Linked DNA regions of Mus musculus: regions 2, 3 and 4 are each linked to region 1. The links are chromatin contacts, called in public Hi-C maps. All regions are on one chromosome and are shown on one strand. The core of a region is the stretch at or near the end of the contact, and the rest is flanking DNA. Distances in the headings are between cores, read along the strand shown. Region 1 overlaps Zfat (zinc finger and AT hook domain containing). Region 2 has its middle 350 kb from the start of 1700012I11Rik. Region 3 overlaps 1700012I11Rik (RIKEN cDNA 1700012I11 gene). Region 4 has its middle 320 kb from the start of 1700012I11Rik.

The links. Hi-C and Micro-C count contacts between places; a contact is called where the count stands out from the background.
Region 2: a contact with region 1 is called in a Hi-C map of bone marrow-derived macrophages, with 17 read pairs. The contact joins two enhancer-like sites. A contact is called at or near these places in 1 of 15 datasets of contacts at CTCF or cohesin (large pre-B cells) and 1 of 484 Hi-C or Micro-C datasets (bone marrow-derived macrophages).
Region 3: a Hi-C map of bone marrow-derived macrophages shows a contact between it and region 1, with 13 read pairs. The contact joins two enhancer-like sites. A contact is called at or near these places in 2 of 39 promoter capture datasets (the C10 cell line and embryonic stem cells), 1 of 484 Hi-C or Micro-C datasets (bone marrow-derived macrophages) and 3 of 115 datasets of contacts at active chromatin or transcription factors (VIP interneurons, acute myeloid leukemia and astrocytes).
Region 4: a Hi-C map of bone marrow-derived macrophages shows a contact between it and region 1, with 13 read pairs. The contact joins two enhancer-like sites. A contact is called at or near these places in 2 of 15 datasets of contacts at CTCF or cohesin (the NIH/3T3 cell line and pro-B cells) and 2 of 484 Hi-C or Micro-C datasets (bone marrow-derived macrophages and uterus).

Annotation. Positions count from the first base shown.
Region 1 is chr15:68,085,220-68,087,919 of GRCm38.p6, forward strand. The region is part of intron 15 of Zfat (zinc finger and AT hook domain containing); the gene reads right to left. Among named protein-coding and RNA genes, the nearest start is that of Zfat, 170 kb to the right of the region's middle. Within about 2 kb of position 1,417, at least 28 of the 459 cell types and tissues checked have an H3K27ac peak or open chromatin away from gene starts, as enhancers often do. A contact at or near this core is called in bone marrow-derived macrophages, where this site is marked.
Region 2 is chr15:67,570,526-67,573,393 of GRCm38.p6, forward strand. No RefSeq gene overlaps it. Among named protein-coding and RNA genes, the nearest start is that of 1700012I11Rik, 350 kb to the left of the region's middle. Within about 2 kb of position 1,371, at least 4 of the 459 cell types and tissues checked have an H3K27ac peak or open chromatin away from gene starts, as enhancers often do. A contact at or near this core is called in bone marrow-derived macrophages, where this site is marked.
Region 3 is chr15:67,233,710-67,236,682 of GRCm38.p6, forward strand. All of the region lies in intron 1 of 1700012I11Rik (RIKEN cDNA 1700012I11 gene), which reads left to right. Among named protein-coding and RNA genes, the nearest start is that of 1700012I11Rik, 8.4 kb to the left of the region's middle. Within about 2 kb of position 1,637, at least 49 of the 459 cell types and tissues checked have an H3K27ac peak or open chromatin away from gene starts, as enhancers often do. A contact at or near this core is called in bone marrow-derived macrophages, where this site is marked.
Region 4 is chr15:67,541,264-67,543,963 of GRCm38.p6, forward strand. No RefSeq gene overlaps it. Among named protein-coding and RNA genes, the nearest start is that of 1700012I11Rik, 320 kb to the left of the region's middle. Within about 2 kb of position 1,293, at least 6 of the 459 cell types and tissues checked have an H3K27ac peak or open chromatin away from gene starts, as enhancers often do. A contact at or near this core is called in bone marrow-derived macrophages, where this site is marked.

The sequences.
Region 1 (2,700 bases), core at 167-2,666:
GAACATAGATTGTAAAACAAAGGGATGGGCTGAAAAACAGATAAGGGGCTGGTGGACAGTCCACTGGTCCCTAGGAGATTTGGAGTAGCTATCCTTTCAGGGCCTGAGTGACAAGGGTGACATTCTCTGGGATGCACTGAGCAGGTATGAATGTCAGTTCCAGCACTTCCAGGAAGCCTGGGCAAGATGCTCTACAATCTTTGGCTTGCCCAAAGTAAAAGAAGGACCAGCATACCTACCTTAGAAAGACTAAGTAGGGAAGGTTCAGCTCATAGAGACTGTGGGGGGAGAGATTAGAGGGGGAGACAGCTGTGGGTGCAATCTGGGCATCTTGATGTTAGATGCTAAAAGAAGATTATGACAGAGAGAATTCAGTAGCTGTAAAGCTATTCTGAGAGAAAACTGCTAACTTATCTAGCCATTTCTGTATGTATAAACCAAGACAACCCAAGACATTTATTTCCTTTTACTATTTATTTCCATTTCATTTATCTGCAAAAATGCACCAAAACCAAGGCTGTGGAGGTAAATATTAATTTCTTTCGTTGAAAGACAGTACCTAACGGGAGAATAGGATGCTGCAAACCTCCTCCCTCACCTGATAGCAAACTATGAGGAGGAAGGAAGGAGGGTGGGTGATAAACATTGAGGTCCTCAGGAAACATGTCCACAAACTACAGTGCATGCCAGGTAAGTGTGGTGGTACCATGTGGTGAGCAGAAGGAGAGAGCCACAATGAGCTCATGTGATATACCCGGCTGTACTCAGTATGGCAGGGTGAAGGCTGCAGGGAAGGGCAGATGAGGTTTAAAGCGATGTTTGCAATGAGCTCTTCAGATCTAAGTGCCTTAGCAGCTCACACACAGACCAAGCCTTTATTTCATAAAGCAAGGCAGACATTTCTGAGAAGTCCAGGCCTCCGCCCATCTACGCTCGCTCTCTTACCATCCTGCTGAACATTTCTATTTTGTCTGCTACCTTTTCTAGGTGCTGAAGTCCATTTAAGAGAACCCTTTTCCCATTTGTTTTTTGTCTTTAATATCTAGCCCCAGGTTGGTCTTGTCACCAAAACCTGTACTACATTCGTCTGTCTATTGATTCTTATGCATGGAACATCACAATGGATCATCAGGAAAGGTGACAGACGATGCTAGCTGTGCATTTCACTGAAGTCCTAGCATAAGCACGTGTTAGGTTAAGCAGGTCAAGCTAACTTGGTGCTCCCCAAGTCCACCTTCTCCACATACTTAGGAGCTCCACAGTGAGGATGAGCCAGAGGCAAGGAGCTGCTTTACAGAGGGGCTTATGAGCCTTTGGGATATGTGCGCTCCTCAAGCATTCTAAGTGTGACCTGCTCATTCTGCTTTTCTGCCATTTCTGTAGGCATGCACTGCCTACCCTGCTCCCACAGAAGTCAACAGCTGTTTCCTGCTGTGGTTACTGAACACTCCCTCAAGCCTCACTCCAGTTCCTCATACATACTACCTGTTCCCTCTTCACAAATGGCATCGTGAAGCCCCTAGGGTCCAGTGACTCAACTAAGGTCAAGCAGCTCACAAAGAGCAAACGCTGGACCCGGTGTGCATGAGTGGAACCTAGAGCTCGTTCTTCCTCAGCTGGCGAGCGTGGCAGTGACTAACGATATCACATGCCCCAGATTGATAGGGTAGAATTATTGCTCTTTAGCCATCCGAGGCAGACAAAGGTTAGCTTGTACAGCTCTAACCATTCTCTTTGTTCAAAATGATCACTCCAGCAGTTTAATCTATTAGCACAGGCTTAAAATTGTTCTCTGTCGCAGAAATAATATGGCTTTCACAGTGTCATTACCCCCTGAGATGGATATTCTATGTCTCCCAATGCTGCATCTAACATGTCTGTCAGCTAAATTATTAGCAGCACAGAGAGTCTAATAGAAAACCTTAATCCATGGGACTGCATAAATTATTCACAACATCAGGTCCTATGTTCAGTACTTCTGCTCACCTCAGATGTTCCAGAATGATGCTAGTGACCTATCCTTGGCAGATCTATTGCTGCTGGAGAGCAGCTTCCTGTGGAGACCCTGTCTCTTTCTTCACCTTCATCTCATGGTCCGCTCTGCAGCATGGATGGATATTTTGATATGTCATGTCATCTGGGATCTTCCAATCACTCCACTCGTTCCATATTCCTCACCTCTCCTTCCTTCTCACCCTTCTTCAGCTTCCTCTCCACTGTCTATATAAAATCCATCCCCACAAGCTTAAATCCTCTCCTTCCCAACTTTCAAGAAAGTCTCAGATATTGCTCTTGCTCACAGACCCTCAAGGAAGATGCAGCCTGCGTCACTCCCCAGGCCTTTATGACCCCAAATTGGTTTTGTGTTACAGTCCACCTCTAAGTTCTCTAAGCAGACTTATAGCATCTGGGGAGAACAGCAATACTTGGTGTGCAGATAAGCATCAGTGTTTATTTACCCTAGCCATCACTCCCCACAGCATCTGAAGGATCTTAGCACCCAAGTCTCAGGGAGTGTGGGGCTCAGGAAAGATGGAAAGCTGTCTGCAAGGTACTACACTTAACACAGCCATGGATGGCCAAGCAGAGGATAAGGCCACACCCAGGTTCCTGTGCTTCTGGTGGACATGAGCTTCAGGTAATTAATTACTCCAACCCAAAACTGAGCCAAAAGGGCAGCAGGTGGTTGGACCACCACAC
Region 2 (2,868 bases), core at 121-2,620, 510 kb before region 1:
TTCCCTGTTCATGCTGGATCGTTGACTGGCTTGCTCTTGTTCAGGTCTTGTGCCAGAAACCACATCTACCTCCCCCTGAATTCTATTTCTTAGGCACGTTCTACTTGGTAAGCATGTCTGGAGCAAACCCAGAAAGGGCATGTCTTCTTGTTTGCTGAAGTTTTCATTATCCATTTTATTTCTCTGTCACCATACACAACAGTCATAATCCCTTATCCTTCCTCTTAGCCAACTGTCATACACATCTATCTTACATACTCCCTTCTGGTAGAGACCATCTACTTCTTTGATGAATGTGTTCTCTATAGACATAATCTTAGAATGCTGTCAACATGTTTTTTGAGATGACACCCTAATTACCACAAGGAAGTGACCATGAAGATACTGAAAACATAATTGCCACCCTCAAGAATTCTGCATTCAAGTGTGGCAAACATATATTTTCTAGGTCTAGGATTGCATATAAGCATAACATTGATTGAATTAATTTCAGTCATATATATACATATATATATACATATGCATATATGTATATATATATATGTATATATATATATTCATATTCACCAGGTATTAACCACAGACTGTGGATTTCAAATCTTGTATACATATATTCATGTGAACTAGGATCTTCCTTTTAACTAATAGGAAGGCCTGGTGCAATACACTCAATTTCTATCTGTATACCTATACTTCCTAACAGACAACACATGTTCATTAAGAAACTACCGGAATCCCTTTATCTACAAAAGTATGAGTGACTGCTAGAGAGTGACATCATTGCCTACTAGAGAAAATAGAAACAATTTCACACAAACTTTTCAGCTTTTCAGAGGAGTGTAGAGATTAGGCTAAGTTACTTTAGTTTGTCCAGGCAATGATGATAGGATTTGTAATCTGAATGGAACCTAAGAGTCTTACCATTCTATGTTTTTCTAATGCTATTTAAAATTCAAGGTGATTTTGTTTTTCTGTCCATCCTGTGCAGTGGCGGTTTTCTAGTAAGCTTGCAATTTTTGATTTACAGCCTAAAGAATGATGCTTTACAAACACCCTATTGTTGCAAAAATGATAGTCTTGGCTCTAAGATAGGTCCATTTTTGGATTTACTAATTCAGCTCATTATGTTTAATCTGTGTCTACAAAGAACTATGTTGCCACTTGATTTATTTAACTTGCAAGTCTATATTTCTTTTTATACACAGAGTATGGGGACAGTCCCTGAGTCAGCTCTCAGCTACTCTTCTTTCATGATGATTTAAGAAATTGTAGAGAAAAGAAGCTTAAAATAAAAGAGAAGCAGAGTTGGCTAAAAGCCTTCTTTCCAAATGCAGGAGAGACTGCCTTTAGTTTTATAGGACAGATTAGGCAACAAAGAGCTGAAAGGAAGTCATGAGTTATGAGTCAAGAGATAGACATAAGAATGTTCTGGGAACGTTCAGCTTGTTTGAATTTTACCAAATAAATTGAGATTGGGTAAATAAATCACAGACTATATTGAGATAAAGATTATAATGTAAATATGAACATTGTAGCATCACAAGATGTTACCTGCAGAGTAAAGCTATGGGGGTAGAGAGAGAGAGATATAAAGGGAAGTTAAGATATAGTTAATAAGCATCATCAAAACAAATAGTGACTTTAAGCCTCTTACAGTTCTAGCAGCCAGCATAACTTAAAGCATAACAATAGTCCTGCCAAAAGCTGGGAAAGAATATAGTGGGAAGGAAGGAAATAAATCAAGAAATGTAGTTTCAGTTCTAGAGCTGGACCAGTGATGTAAAGTTTCTAACTGTATACAACATTGGAATAAAATCAGTAGCTGTATAAATAGAGGCTGTTTCCAAATGGTGAGATGAGATGGCAGTTATCCATTCCACCTTGAACATTTACATAGCACCAAGTCCTTTTCGTGTGCACACATGAGTTAGAAGTGAGAAACACAAGTCCCACAATTCAGTAGCAAACTTATTAGCATAAATTGGAGATGTACCTGTATAGGGTATGGCCTGATGTTTAGATGAACAAGACAGAGTAAAAGGTTAGTTACAACAATGGAGGCTGGTTTTTGTTTTTGTTTTTGTTTTTGTTTTTGTTTTGTTTTGTTTTGTTTTTCTGGATGGGAGAAAAGCAAGAAGGATGCAGAAGTAAAACATTAGGCAGCTATTAAAAAATGAAGCATCTACCAAAAATAAGGCAGCAAAGGCCTTAGAGGCAGAGAGCATAGTGGGCACAGCCATATAAAGGCTGGACTACAGAGACATTGTTCAGCACATGCAGGTTGGGCAATGTTGGTCTAGTTGGTGATAAATTTTAAGGCTTCAAGGAGAAATCAAGAAGGGTTCATTTGTTTATTACTTTAAAGGAATTACATTACCTTTGCTAGACCAGAGGCCACAAACTCAAATACACAGAACAGCCAGTCAGATGGATAGAACTAGGGAATAAGAAAGTACTCTTACACATACCTTGCAGAGGAATCAGGCACAACACAGAGTCATCTGACTGTTCCAACACAGCATCTGATATTCAATAGTTCAAATAACAAGAACAATCAAATATTTAATGTGAAACCTCTTAACTTGAGAGGATTCAAAATTTTATGAATTAGATCAAGCTATGTTATGACAACAAAGAAACACCAATATCTGTGATGAAATATAATACAGGCTTGTGTTCCACTCATAGATAGCCCAAATGTGTACGGAACAGCCCACTTGCATATGCTTATGTTAAGAGGGAGTCAGGACCATCAGGATCATTAAACCTGAATCAAGCACTCACTGACTCAGAAGAGTCATTGGCTTTGGCACACATTTGTTGGAATGAATCACTTGCCATCAGCCTAATTTATAGGAAGACTGGGAA
Region 3 (2,973 bases), core at 387-2,886, 850 kb before region 1:
TTTGGGCAGAGGTCACTCATTGGCCACAAGATGAACCTTTGAGGGCTCCAGTTTGAAATTCTGGGACTTAGTCCTTAGCATTCTCCCAATCATTCATTAATCTTTAATGGATAGCATTGATTGTTTACTCGTGTCTACCCCAAGTGCTCACTTAACAGTGCTCTTTCTGTGCATGATTCCTGGGCAAGTCTTTCAAGGTCACCATGATTTGTGACCTTCCTCCCTTTTTCCTTCCTTTCCTCCCTCCCTCCCTCCCTCCCTCCCTCCCTCCCTTCCTCCCTTCCTCTCTCTCTCCCTCCCTTCCTCTCTCTCTCCCTCCCTTCCTCTCTCTCTCCCTCCCTTCCTCTCTCTCTCCCTCCCTTCCTCTCTCTTTTCCTCCCTCCCTCTCTCCATCTCTCCCTCTTTCCATCCCTCCCTTCCTTGCTCCTTCCCTCCTCCCTCCTTCTGCATAATCTTCTCAGATCCCCAGATTTTCTTCATACCCTTTAGCTATGTCATGTACCTGTTCCTGGGTCCATTTTCAGTAACACCGAGGATATTCACTGCCATGTGGAAACAGAGCTTTCAGGGTAGATGTCAGTATCTTGCTAACTTCTAGTGGCAGATTTCTCTCAGTCACTCTTGGTTTGGGGAGGTATACATACCTTAGGTGTTAAGACCTTATACACAGGCTGTGAATGCTGGTGAAAAGACACTGATGTGACTGGGTATAGAAGTAGCCAAGATCTAATAGAGGGTATCTTATCACTGAATAGATCACATGAGACCATGGGCAAATCTCTTCATCTCTCTCATATTAGAAAAGGGACTAATGATCCTCCCTCCAAATAAACCCTGCGGGCATAGGTTCTAATCCCTTTCTAGTTGTTAGACATATAACTTATATGCCTCCTCTACTCACACCTGCAGCCATGGTTTGAGAATGGTACTTGGAGATGGCACTAGTTACTGTAGTGGTTTGAAGGAGAATAGCCCCACAGGCTTGTGTGCTTGAATTCTTGGTCCCTAGTTATTGGAACTCCTTCTGGGGAAGGAATAGAAGATATGGCCTTATTGGAGGAGCTATGTGGCTGGGGCTGTGGTTCAAAGTTTCAAAAGCCCATTTTTCTCACTCTCTATCTGCAATTTATAGATTAGATGTGAGCTCTTGGTTACTGCTGCAGAACCATGCCTGTCTGCCTCTATGCTTCCTGCCTGCCAAGGTGATCATCGACCAACCCTCTGAAACTGTAAGAAAGCCACCAACTAAATTCTTCATTCTATAAGTTGCCTTGGTCATGGTATTTCTCTTACAACAGCAGAACAATAACTTAGACAGTTTTCTCATTGTGACAAAAGATACTGACAGAAGCAGTTTAGAGAGATGGAAAAATTTATTCTTACCATTTATAGTGGAGGGAGACATAGTAGCAGGTAGGGAAAAGAGCAGAGCTGCAGGAGTGGGCAGCTGACTGGTCATATTGCTTCTACATCCACAATGCAGGAAGTGAACAGGAAATGGGGCTGGGTTGTGAAACCTCAAAGCCCAGCTTCAGTGAACCCACTCGCTCCCATGAGGCTCCACTTCCTAACGGTTCCACAATCTCCCCAAGCAGTGTTTCCTCCTGGGAGCTGAGTGTTCAAGCACATGATGAACCTATGTGGGGCATTTCACATTTAAACCACAGAGGAAGCACAAGAGGCCTTAGGATATATAGCACTAATGTGTATACCAAGCCTGGCACTTGAAGGCACTTGGCTATCATGAATCATGATTGTAGATTTATGTTTGTGGGTTTCCCCAATGCTCTCCCTTTGACATTTTTCCAAATATAGACAAGTCTCCAAATATAATGTATCAAACAGCCACAGGAGAAAGTATGTGGTCATGTTTAGAGCACTAAGACAAGTCTCCGTGGTCTAAGCTTAGACCACTTGTTTGCATGTTCTGCTTGTCTTATTTCTCTTCTCTAACCACTGAGTGAAGAGATGAAATTCTTAGCTGGGCAGCATCTAAATCATCACACGATACTAGTGTTTTCCCACTCTAGGTCTGCAGCATATATCCATTCTCCGGACCCATTGTGATTTTAACAGAGCAAGCAGTCATAGGTGCCCTGCAGACCCCAGGCTCTCAGTGGACTTGTTTGCCTTGTGGGCCTCAGTCACAGCCACCCTAAGCAGCAGCATCACCATCTGACACATCGGAAAGGAAACTCTATCCAGAAGGCTGACTCTTCAAGGTGGATATCTATCAAAGAGAGGTGTGACCCAAGGGCGGCCAGGGATCACTGAGAAGCTGGACGATCTGCTGCCCTCAGTCAAGATGCTGGGAGGTGCAGAAGCCTGGGTCCAACGTCCAAGAGGCCATTTCCTTGGTAGGAGAGATTCTGAGTTCTTCATTTCTATAACCGAATATAATGCATTTGATTTCTCACCCTGGTGATCAAGGTTTTCATTTCATCTTTGATAATACTTCTGGAACAAGAGTCATTTGGGAAGATTTACTGCTGAAATAAAACTCCCCTGAAAGGAGGAGTTAGAAAATATCTGCTGAGGTATGGAGTGGAATTCCTCAGTGGTAGAACAGGCTTTTAACTATGGGGATGACAAACAAGGTGGACTCAGATGAGCAGAGGCAATGGTGGACACCTTGCTTCAGCTGCTCCTGGGATTATCACACTGCCCTGGGCCTCAAACCTCTCTTTTCTATGACCACACATATGTATTAAGAAGGTGGCCCATTCTCTGTCCTTAGGCTTTTGTTTGGGAATGATAATAAATGAATATTGTTGTGCTGACATCATAGCTGCCTCATAAAAGAGATACCTTACAATCCTAAGAAGAGAAACCATGGTTGGCCTTTAGGATAAAGGAAGAGGCATCATCTAAAGGAAGCTTCTAGAGAGTGAGCAGAGAACTTCCTCCTCTCCCTGCTTCCCCTCCCCTCCCCTCCCCATCTTCCCCCCTCCTCCCTTTTTGTCCTCACCAAGC
Region 4 (2,700 bases), core at 43-2,542, 540 kb before region 1:
CAAGGTATACAAAATCTAATTTTTATAGTCTCAATGCAGTAAAGCTGCTGGGATGCAGTTAACACCCCAAAACCCTTCATGGGATCTGTCTTAGTCAGGGTTTCTATTCCTGCACAAACATCACAACCAGGAAACAAGTTGGAGAGGAAAGGGTTTATTCACCTTACACTTCCATACTGCTGTTCATCACCAAGGAATTCAGGACTGAAACTCAAGCAGGTCAGAAAGCAGGAGCTGATGCAGAGGCCATGGAGGGATGTTCCTTACTGGCTTGCTTCCCCTGGCTTGCTCAGCCAAGACTTGCTCTTATAGAACCCAAGACTACCAGCCCAGAGATGATGCCACCCACAAGGGGCCTTTCACCCTTGATCACTAATTGAGAAAATTCCCCACAGCTGGATCTCATGGAGGCACTCCCCCAACTGAAGCTCCTTTCTCTGTGATAATTTCAGCCAGTGTCAAGTTGACACACAAAACCAGCCAGTACAGGACCCAACTAAAGTTAGAAATTCCTTGGAATTATGCCTTCATACAACTCCATGTCAGGCTATGCTTGAGAGCATCCAGTGCTGGAAAGAGAGAAATCAGCTTTGTTGTTGCAGGCAGGTCTGTTGTTTAGTTGTGTATCTTACAGCGTTCTCCTCTTTCTTGTTCTAGGTCCCCACTGCTCAGTTCAGACCCAATGAGATGGAGATTTTCTCCATTCTATATCTCTCCATGTGTGTCAATTTGTCTGGATCCTTGGGAGGGTCTGTGGATTTATTACTTTTCTGTCACTGCAACAAGATGCTCTATAGAACAACTTTAGAAAGAGAGCTTTTATTTTGGAGCATGGTTTTAGAGCATCTCAGTCCATCAAGCTTCTGTTCAGAGTGGCAGAAGCACATGCCCGATCCTCCTTGCATCACAGGGGATCAGTATGCAAAGAGGAGGGTTCTGGTCCTCAACTGGCTTTCTCCTGGTCAATATTTAATTCAACCTCATCCTAGATCCTATGATATGTTGGCACTCACATTCAAAGAAAGTCTGTGCCTCCCGGGTAATTCGGATATGTCCTCACAGACACACAACAAAGTCCTGCCTAAATCCCCTAAATGGTTTATAATCCACTTTGCAATGATGATTAATTGTCACAGCCATCTTCAAAGATTCTGCCCCCCTAGGGCCGGTATTCGCTCTTAATTGTGGAAAACAGGCCTGGGTTAGTAGCTTCTTCTGGTTGTTAACCTTGGAATTGTCTCGACAGCTGGTTCCTGCTTTTTTAATATCTTGGCAGTTACTTCCATTGCTGACTTCTGTAAATGGATTCTGTGTGGCAGCAGATACTGACTCACATCCTAGGACCATGGCCTTGTGTTAGAAACAGAAAACAGAACAAACTGCACCATCCTCAGGTTGTTCATACATATTAACTGAGCTCTTGCAGCAAATGTCTACCTTGAACTGATAGGAAACCCATACTATAGGAGCTTTGGAAGAAACTCACAGGCTATCCTTGGTGGACCTTATGGTGTTGTAATAGGGCATCAATTGGGAGAAGATTGCCCTTGTAGGTGAGTAGAACCAAGTGGGGAAGGACAAAGATGACAGTGAATTGAGCTATAAAAGGACAGAGATGACACTGGGTGCTACTATACATCATTTTTGTTGCAAGTCAATTTTCTTCTTGAATGGTGGCAGAAAGGTATGTTTGATCCCACTTAACCTTCTCTCAGGCCTCCCTCATCTAGGCTGGTGATTAGCCAATTAAGCTTTTATTATCCAGCACAGGGAGGTGAAGGAGGCTTGAGCACACCATATGAATCAGATTCTATTAGACGTGCGTAGAAAGACTGGGGTAAACAAAGCAATCATTTAAAAATGCTTCATTTATTTGTGTAAGTGTGTGCACATATATGCATGTGTGTGTATGTGTGTGTGTGTTCATGCCACATCACTTCTTCGGAGCCTAGAGAGGAACTTTGTAGAGTTAGTTCTCTCCTTTTGCATTAACCTAGGTTCTGAGGCTGGAACTCAGGTCATTAGGCTCAAATGGCAAGCAGTTTTATCCACTGAGCCATATAGTTGACACCACACCCAAGCAATTCTTGATGGAGTCTCTGTGGGAGATGCATGCTGTTGAGAACATATCCACTGTGGGAAATGCATGCTGGGAGGAGACATATAGAGTGGAGTAGATGGGGAAGATGAATGTTTTAGGAGAGTGGCCTGGTAGGGGATACGCATGCTTGGAAAGATGCTTACTGGGAAGAGACGCCTGCAGTAAAGAGATGCATGCTGAGGACAGATACATGCTGTGTGAAGAGGCATATTGTAGGATGGGAGGGAGATGTAGACTGGGTGAGATGCATACTCAGGGCAGAGGGAGAGGCAGACTGGGCCAGATGCTTGCTACAGAGAAATGCATTCTGTGGAGGCACATGATGTCCAGTGCTGAATGCTGGGGATACTACTTGAAATATTTCTGGATTGCATGGCAAAGTGTGACTCAGTTCTTGATTGGGTTCTCAAGCCAGCTTTTTCCTCTACTGTGTGTCCTAGCCTTCTAATGGTGGATTTTTAGCTTACTAGGACTGTTGTCTGTGAGCACGTGGTTTCAGCATCCCTTGATAGCTTGTTAGATATTCAGATTTTTACCATGAGGCCAGGCCTATTGAACTGGGAACTGAGCTGAATCTCTCAGGCTGCTTTCAAGAGCTG